2 separate regions of the Gasterosteus aculeatus genome follow, and region 1 is linked to region 2. The links are chromatin contacts, called in public Hi-C maps. All regions are on one chromosome and are shown on one strand. Each heading gives the region's core, a stretch centred on a gene start, on an enhancer-like site or on the middle of the called end of the contact. The rest is flanking DNA. Distances are from core to core; before and after follow the strand shown. Region 1 holds the start of osr2 (odd-skipped related transciption factor 2). Region 2 overlaps vps13b (vacuolar protein sorting 13 homolog B).

What was found. Hi-C and Micro-C count contacts between places; a contact is called where the count stands out from the background.
Region 1: a contact with region 2 is called in a Hi-C map of skeletal muscle, with 2.6 times the contacts expected there. The contact joins the promoter of osr2 here to the enhancer-like site in region 2. A contact is called at or near these places in 2 of 6 Hi-C or Micro-C datasets (both in skeletal muscle).

Annotation. Positions count from the first base shown.
Region 1 is chr20:19,266,140-19,270,106 of fGasAcu3.hap1.1, forward strand. osr2 (odd-skipped related transciption factor 2) reads right to left here and starts at 1,998. Exons shown (of 4, transcript XM_040166382.2): 1 at 1,692-1,998; 2 at 1-47. The coding sequence starts at 10.
Region 2 is chr20:19,006,841-19,011,081 of fGasAcu3.hap1.1, forward strand. All of the region lies in intron 46 of vps13b (vacuolar protein sorting 13 homolog B), which reads right to left. Among protein-coding and RNA genes, the nearest start is that of rgs22, 45 kb to the left of the region's middle. Within about 2 kb of position 2,836, at least 1 of the 9 cell types and tissues checked has open chromatin away from gene starts, as enhancers often do.

The DNA of each region.
Region 1 (3,967 bases), core at 748-3,247, 260 kb after region 2:
TGCTCCCCATCTCGGCTCAGACCTCTGCAGAAGACACGGTGATAGCCCTGGGGGAGAAAAATGTGTTGAGCGTTAATGTCCCGTTACAATGATATTACTATAAAACAAACGGTAGACTAAATACAAAAATGCATTATTCTTACCCATTTTTCTTCTTAACATACATGATCAAATTTATTTCTAATATTTATTTCACGACCTCCAATTATTTAAATTTCATAACAACTTTTTTTTCGTGTTCGACACAAGTAGAACCACAGCGAGAATATAAACACGTATCTAACGCATGAGCGTAAATAGAAACGCTTAAAAGCAGAGATGAGCAATATTATATTTATAGGCTACATCTTTTTAAAAACAAAATCTATCAAAATTGTAATTCAAAAGGGTGGGTGCGAATGTTTGATTCGGCACCGATCGCTCCGAATGAAGTTCGGGCGAAGCAATTAGAGAAGACAAGTTGTTGTTTTTGACGGTTGTAGCTGTTGTTTCACACCGCTGAAATACAAGTGACCTCTGGATTTGTAGGAATTTTTAAATGTTCCAAGAGTATGTCAAATGCGCGCTCAGGTTAGAGCGAAACGCGAAACAAATCCTGCCTAATATTACCCACAAGAATGCTACTTTAATTGTGACTTTGTGTGCATGTGCTTTTTATTTGCGTGCTCGCGGGACTGCAGCCAGTTCATCTGGCAGGCCTGATATGTAGCTCGTTTTAGGACTATTTGATTTCATACGGCATGTTTTTGAATTAAGGTGTTTCTGCTCATGGTGGACCTGTGGCGGCGGAGCTAAGCGTCTCCTCCACATGTCGGACAAATAAGGTGAAGTGTGCATTACGAAAGAACAACAGCCACGGTGGCCCGGTTCCATGTATGCGGCGGTGACAAGTTGTCTTTTCCAACACAGGGGAAAAGGAAAACCGTGTAAGTCGAGGCCCCACGCTGACCTTTAGATTTGGTCGAAATTAAATAAAACCCTGCGTATTCTGTTTGGATCATTTGTTCTACATGTTTTCCACCCGAATCTAATCGTCACGTTCCCGAGTCTGAAACCTGCGGGAGTTTGGACATGATTGTCTTGCAGATGGGAGAGTCCTGCGGGACACGGCAGCCGGAGGGCTGATCGCATGCTCGGGTCAGGTCGCTTAGAGTTGTTACACACATCTTATGAAGTTCTTTCCACCTCGCTTTCCTCTTTTCAAAGACGGGGCAGTTTTAATTGAAGTTTGCACAGGTGCAACACCAGTCACCGCGCAGCCACTTGTTGTTCTTTGCCCACGTGTGTAACTTTATCCGACCTGTTCTTCCTCTCAATAACCTTTGGACTTAATGTTATACTCTGACAGCAGCATAAATGCCATGTCGTGTTATCGGAGTGCTTGTCAAGTTTTTTTTTTGCTTTCATCAAAGTAAACATAACCAAAGTCTAGAGACTTGTTTCGGCAATGTTTGGCCCATTGGGATAGAGAGCTGTCACCCCAAGGTGTTGATCATCGCAAACCAACAATCGTCTCTAATAACTGAGTATCAGTCAGTCTTGGACATTTTACCGACTGTCGGATCTATTTGGTTCATGCAACAGTAAGTTTCCTTTGGATGAAAAGTTTCTAACAAGTGAGCTGAGTTGAGCAGAGTGGTGTCGGTTCCCTACATCGGGCTGACAAAATACCCGGACAGACGGAATCTTACCCCAACAAAACTCTGCCAAAGGTCCTCACGTTATGTCAGTAATCCACAGTAACTATAGTGGCGGAGAGCTCCAATAGAACGCCGCGAAAGGTTTTCCAAGTTCCAAGTCCATGAAACTTTCACGTAGCCATGCAGACAGCCGGGAAGTCTCGGACCTTAGCGCAGATCTGATGAGTCGGGAGAAGTTGTGGGACAAAAAGGGGGCGAAGAAGTTTGGAGGAGTTTGCTGGCGGCAGCAGCAGCGGCAGCGCGGGTGTCTCTGTCCGGAGCTGGGGCTGGAAGTGTGTGTAATGCGCACCGGTCCTGCACTTTTCAGGGCTCCGGGGCTCTGGTGTGTTTAGCCCGCCCTCCGACACGCCTCCACCCCCCTCTATCATTAACTCCGATGTTCCTCCTCTGTTTATTTGTGTTTGGATAGCAACTATGTCTGAAGACCATTGTAGAGAAGTGTGTTTTGTTCAACCTGCCTCCTCTGACACCTCTCACAGACCTTTCAGTCAAGGCTGAGACCGTCTTTTGGAGATGGTCATCCCTCTTTCACCCCCTCTTCTAACTCTGAAATGTGTCTGGATGCCGTTTACAATGTTTTTCCATTTATTAAAACTACACACTTAATTTGCGGGAATACAGTGCCACCAAAGAGCCACCACATGAAGTCGTTTTATTTCTTTGTGATGAGGTTAAAATATTCATCACACTGTACATTGACCCCAAGATCCGCAACAGCGCGAAGCAGTCATGGTCACTTGTGTTTTTTCTTCTTTTATACATTCTTTATTTTGTCACGTGAACGGCACTCATTTAAAAAGGATTCTTGCTACACAATTATTCATTTATGTTCTCCATTAAAATTACATAACGTTTTTTTTTTAAATATTTGATGTATTGTGTGCATTGAAATATTCTGCAATATGTTGCGGGACTATATATAGGATTGGCCTGAAACACAACTCTCCTTTGTCCAAACGCAGTAATAACAGTTCTGTCATTCTTTCATATTTCATATATTTCGATAATTTAAATAACAACATATTGAAGATAGTATGTCATGTTAATCATGCTGCCATTTAATCAAATGGTTGGTGGCCTTGGTCTGGCCATATGCAAAATAATAATAATGATAATAATAATGATGATCCCTCATGGATCCACTCATATGCACACGCACGCACGCACGAACACACACACCACACACACACACACACACACACACACACACACACACACACACACACACACACACACACACACACACGCAAATGCATCACCAGCACGCTACACAGGTTTTTTTGTTTTCTATGAAAACCACCAGAAAATTCACCGAAAATTTAAATAAATCTTTTTACGAGTTTAAGTCAAGTATAGAAAAGTGTACTAGATTTAGTGAAACGTCAAAATGCAGAATCAATGTTGAATAATTGAATCTTGTTTTTAAACCTTTCTCTCTATCATTTTTAAAAATAATATTAAGACGTAAGTAATATGCAGAAGTCCAGTTTGAAAAGTAATGTGTCGTTTTGCCATGTTCACAGCAGGACCGTTGCTGCAGCGCTGGCCTCCACTGCTCAGACCTGGTCTGCAGCGCCGCCTATTGGAAGTACCGCTAAACTCTACGCAGTTTGCGGCTTCACTGAAGCTCTGACTGTCAGTACATCTTCATGTTTTCAGGCAAGATCGCTAAAACACGCTTTGATGAAACCTCACCTCGCCATTCGTGCTCTTAGAAATATTCAATATTAAAGATAAAAATAAATCACCCCACCAGTCGAAAAACAATACAATTATTTAATTACAGCAACGCATGAATGGAGTTGCTGATCTCTTTATATGGGTATTTAAAGCATTATCATTAATAATGATTATTTCCGTTCGTTACATGAGAGACAACAAATATAGAGGCTTCGGATAATCCATGTTTCAGGAGCTCGTGCAGCCTGATTGTCGTTTTCTTAAGAGCTGCAGAATGTTCAGCAGCCGACACGCTTGTGGTTTTTTCGTTAGGTTTCATATCACGCGGGCCTCACGTCTTCACTGTCAAAACACTGCGACGGATTAGAAGAAACATTAACCCCACACTTTTACATGATAGTCGTGGACATTTTCCAACGTATTCTTTTCACAAAAATGTATAACGTTGTTTTATTATGTTCATTTTGTTTTTGTCCTTGGAAAGAGGCCATTAATTCACATTTAAGTATAATTAAGACTGCTCTTTAAATGCTACAATCAATACTGCACTACAATTAATTCAAATTTATCAACAATATAGAGAGTCG
Region 2 (4,241 bases), core at 1,586-4,085:
ATATTAACCAAGTTGGGTAGTGAGTGTGAAAGAAACAAAAAATTCTCCTCATTTCACTCCCTGAGGACTGATTGTGATTATTGCTGGCCGATGGCAGATGCGTAGCTTCCAGCACATTGCTGAGCTCCAGCTTTGGTGCCGGAATGATCTGCAGGGCGATTATTAAAACTGAGTAATTGGATGGAACCAAACAAAGCATTTTCACTCTGTGACTGCATTGTACTGAAATGTTGTCTGTTATCTGTTTTCGCTGATAGGGAGCAGGGCTTGTCACGCTGTAGCCAACAAAATACAGGCTTTTGTCCAATATTTTTGGATGTGACTTGTCCAGTGGTATTGATGTATCAATGGAAGGCTTTAGTCAAACACTTCACTCAATGTATATATATATATATATATATATATGTACTCAATACATAGCTAAGCTACAGATGATTCATCTCAGGTCCATGGAGACATACCTGCTGATTGATTTACCGATTAGATTGGCCATTCCAGCTCGAATCGACTTAACTCCATTCTTCTTTTGACTAACGTCAGACTGCAGAGCCACATCGTCATGGCGATTCTATTTGCACCAAAATCCAATATGCTTATTCTGCTCATGTTTTCAAATCACTGAATCTGCTGAATTAGTGACTAACCTAAATGTAACAAGTAACACCTGTCCAACCAAACATCAACATTCACACACAGATCATGTTGGGCCCATGTCTGGTCTCATCATAAGATCAGTACCACATCAACTTTTGGAAACCCCATCTGGCATGTTTCTCTGTTGTCATGGAAACTCAGAAGGCAAAACCCAAATACGGCGACTGACACATTCACAAATGGTGTCAACTTCTGAGAAACACCGCCCGCATAAACTGTAAGTTATATTCGGTGAGTCAATCAACCGACCGCATTCCATCCCCAGTACGATGTCATGTCTACTGCCTAGTCCCATGCTGAATCCTGTCCCGTGAGACTCAAAGACATCAGTCAGTCATAACCAAAATAAATGACTATTAACTTCCTGGTTAACACAGAGCCATTACTTCATTTGGATGGCAAAGATACAAGTGTCTTTGATGATGTGGGCGAGAAGCATAAATGGACAGAAAAAGATACACTTGGCTAGACGTGCTTACAGGCGCACACACACAGCAAACCCCTCTAACCCTTGTCCTACTGCAGACTGAACGAGTGAGTCTATTGTCCTCGAGCATAACTGTTGTCTGTCCGCAGCGGAGACGTAATCAGTGTTCCTGGATGCTGCAGGAGACGGGCCAGCAAGGCTGCAGCGGTCGTCTACCCATTACCAGCATTCCTTCGTTCCGTCTCACAGACTATAACAGGAGGTTTGAGACTGTGAGACATGCACCAGAAGTATAAACAACAACAGTAGCTTTGCATAAGTTTCCATCATAGGCAAGTCTTTAGATGGTAGCTTACAATTCCTCCCAAAACAATTTCAACATGTAAATTACTCAGAAGCTTGAAGCTTTGTTTTTTTAAAGTATGAAATTTCATTTTCATTACCAAAGGTATACAAAAGATGGCTAAGTCTTGTACAAGTACCGCCTGTCGATTTAATGACATGGGGGTAGATCAGAAAAATAGTTTGTGGAACAGAGGCCTGTTTTGTCTGCTGAAATAACTTTGGGACCAGGGAGCTAGCCAGCCACCTAACAAATGAGAAACAGGTTTATAGCCAGACAACAAAACAAAAGACTTTAGATTAGGTTGTCCTTTAGGGAAGACCAGAAGAGGGCAGGGTGGGTGTGGGGGGGACAAGAGACAAAGTTGAACTGCAATGGACAAAAAACAAAGAGAGTGCATAATTGAGTTAAAGAGAGACACAACAGCATTCGTGCCAATGCAGCGAGGGCCAACCCATGCACCACGAGGGTATGATGGTGGCTTTAACAGCTGTCTGCAATGCTTCTCTCTTCCTTGGCTCGCTCTCTGAGAAAAGCAACAAGGCAGTGCTACATCAAAGCCCACATTTGGAAGTCTAAGAAGCGGTTTGAGAGCTGGAAGAAGACATTGTGTGGGTCTGAGGTCGACAGAGGAGACGCTAAGGGGTTTACGCTTGACTAACATTGCTCCATAGTTCTCCCTCTGGTTTTCTACCAAGGCGTCTCAGACATCCAGGGCCTCAAGGGTTCCAGGAGGCACAGACGCGGCAAGTGTTCGCAACAAACGGAGGGAGCGACAAAAGCAGCACTGTCTGAGAGGAGGGAGGTTTGTGAGCCACACACTGGGGGGGGGGTGAAAGAGTCAGCAGTCGGGGACCCTTGGGGAAATGGGAACCTCAGTCAAAGAACATAGGAGAAGAAAGGCTTGCCCTGGGCCTCTGTAGATATACAACAGAGGGGAACACTTATATACAGTACATACAGTATATAATTGCATATTTCCAGACAACACGGGTGAGGAAAAGCCACAGGAATCTAATTTGAGTGGAATTCCATGAAGGCTAACCCCAACCCTCTATTTTACCTGTATGTCAATTGTCTCATTTTTTGCACTCTTTGGTTCTCTTGTTTGAGTTTGCACCCCCACCTTTCATCTGCAACTAAAATCAAGCCAGTCGGAGGCTGCATTACTAAGGTCCCTGCTGCTCCTCTAACGCAGGCACTCTAGTGACTTTCACTGGCACTGTCAGTCAGGAAAAAAACATCTGAATAGAGCTCAATCAAACGTACGTTGCAAGTGATTTTTGTTAAAAGTGTTTAAATCTAATAAAAATATCCTCTTGGCTTCTTCATCGGCCATGTACAGTGCATGGCAGGACTGTTTTCAGGGTGCCACTTTAGCCACCTCGCAGCCCAAAGCTGCTCACGTAGTCACATAGCACTACGGTGCTGTCCGTGGTGCTGAACCCAGGGTACATCCAAATGGCAACACAACCCACACCGGTTCTTCACCTGCACCTCCAATTCCCCTGATTCCCTTCTGCCAGAGGGATTGCCTCAAGAAAGGCAAAACCTTGAATGTTGATCATAAAGAAAAGAAAAACCTTCCTGTGAAAATTTAGCAAGAATGCGTTAGCTTTAAGATAAAAACTAACTATAAAATTATTTATTTATAACAGACAAAACAAGACAAAGATTTATTTCTGCTATTTTTTCAATTATACTTTTAGTACAGACAAAGTAATGAAGAGCTTACCAAAAAAAAGACCAGCCACTGTGAGAGACCACATGCTGTAACTGACATCATGGCTTAACGTGTGTTGGTGAACTTGAATGGATCGAATAAGTCTGCTTTCATAACGCGCTCCAGGGTCATTAAAACATACCAACACTTTTTGTCATGCAGAGGCCAACCAGAAACAGTTCTGTTGCCCAAATCTGGCTGCAACTTTTATGGTTTAAAACTCCTTGTTGTACTTTCAAGGCCAAGGATTTGATGGAGGGGATGAACACATTTTTTAAACTGCTAACACATTGATATGTTTAAGAAGATGTACATAGAAAAACAAATATGAGATTCTAGCTGCTCAGCTCTCATCAACATGATAATTAAATTAATCTCCCCATGTCAGAGGCAGAGTTTCCTCTGGAACAAACTACACAGGGTTAGGAATTACTCTAAATATATATATATATATATATATATATATATATGAATGCACACACACACACTCAAGAGTCCTGACAGACTGGCTCATCAGATATACAATGATGAATCCAAACAAAATCACAGCATGTCAGTAAGAGTGAGAAAACAAAGACTTCTAAACACTGCAAGTCAGAAGGATGAGCGAGAAACGAACTGTGAGCAGATAAAAAGAAAAGCGGTTGGTGAAAGGTGGAGACTCACTGTCCTCCCTGCATTTCTCATGAAAATCTTGGCTGTGGCGGCTGTGGTGGGAAGCTTGGGGGATGTAGTACATTGTTTGACAATGGTTGGAGGAGGATCAAATAGTGAGTTGCAGAAAGATGAGAATGGGTCCCAAGAATATTCAGGAGTCGTTAATTTTAAAGATTTATTGGCAACATTATGCTGTTGAAACCTTTTCTCTGTCACTGTGATATGAAACAAAATGAGGCTCAGAACTTCAAGAGAAGTGTCCTATTAATCACTAATGAAGCCAGCAGCACTGCTGGCAGCAATGGTTCCGGCCCTTAAGTGACAGATGCTAAGAAGAAATATTAACAAAGCTATTGTTAACCTCCTAAAAGGAAACCATTGCTTGCGCCCTTCGGTAATATGAGTTAAGCGCGGATATACATTGCCTTGCATCAGTA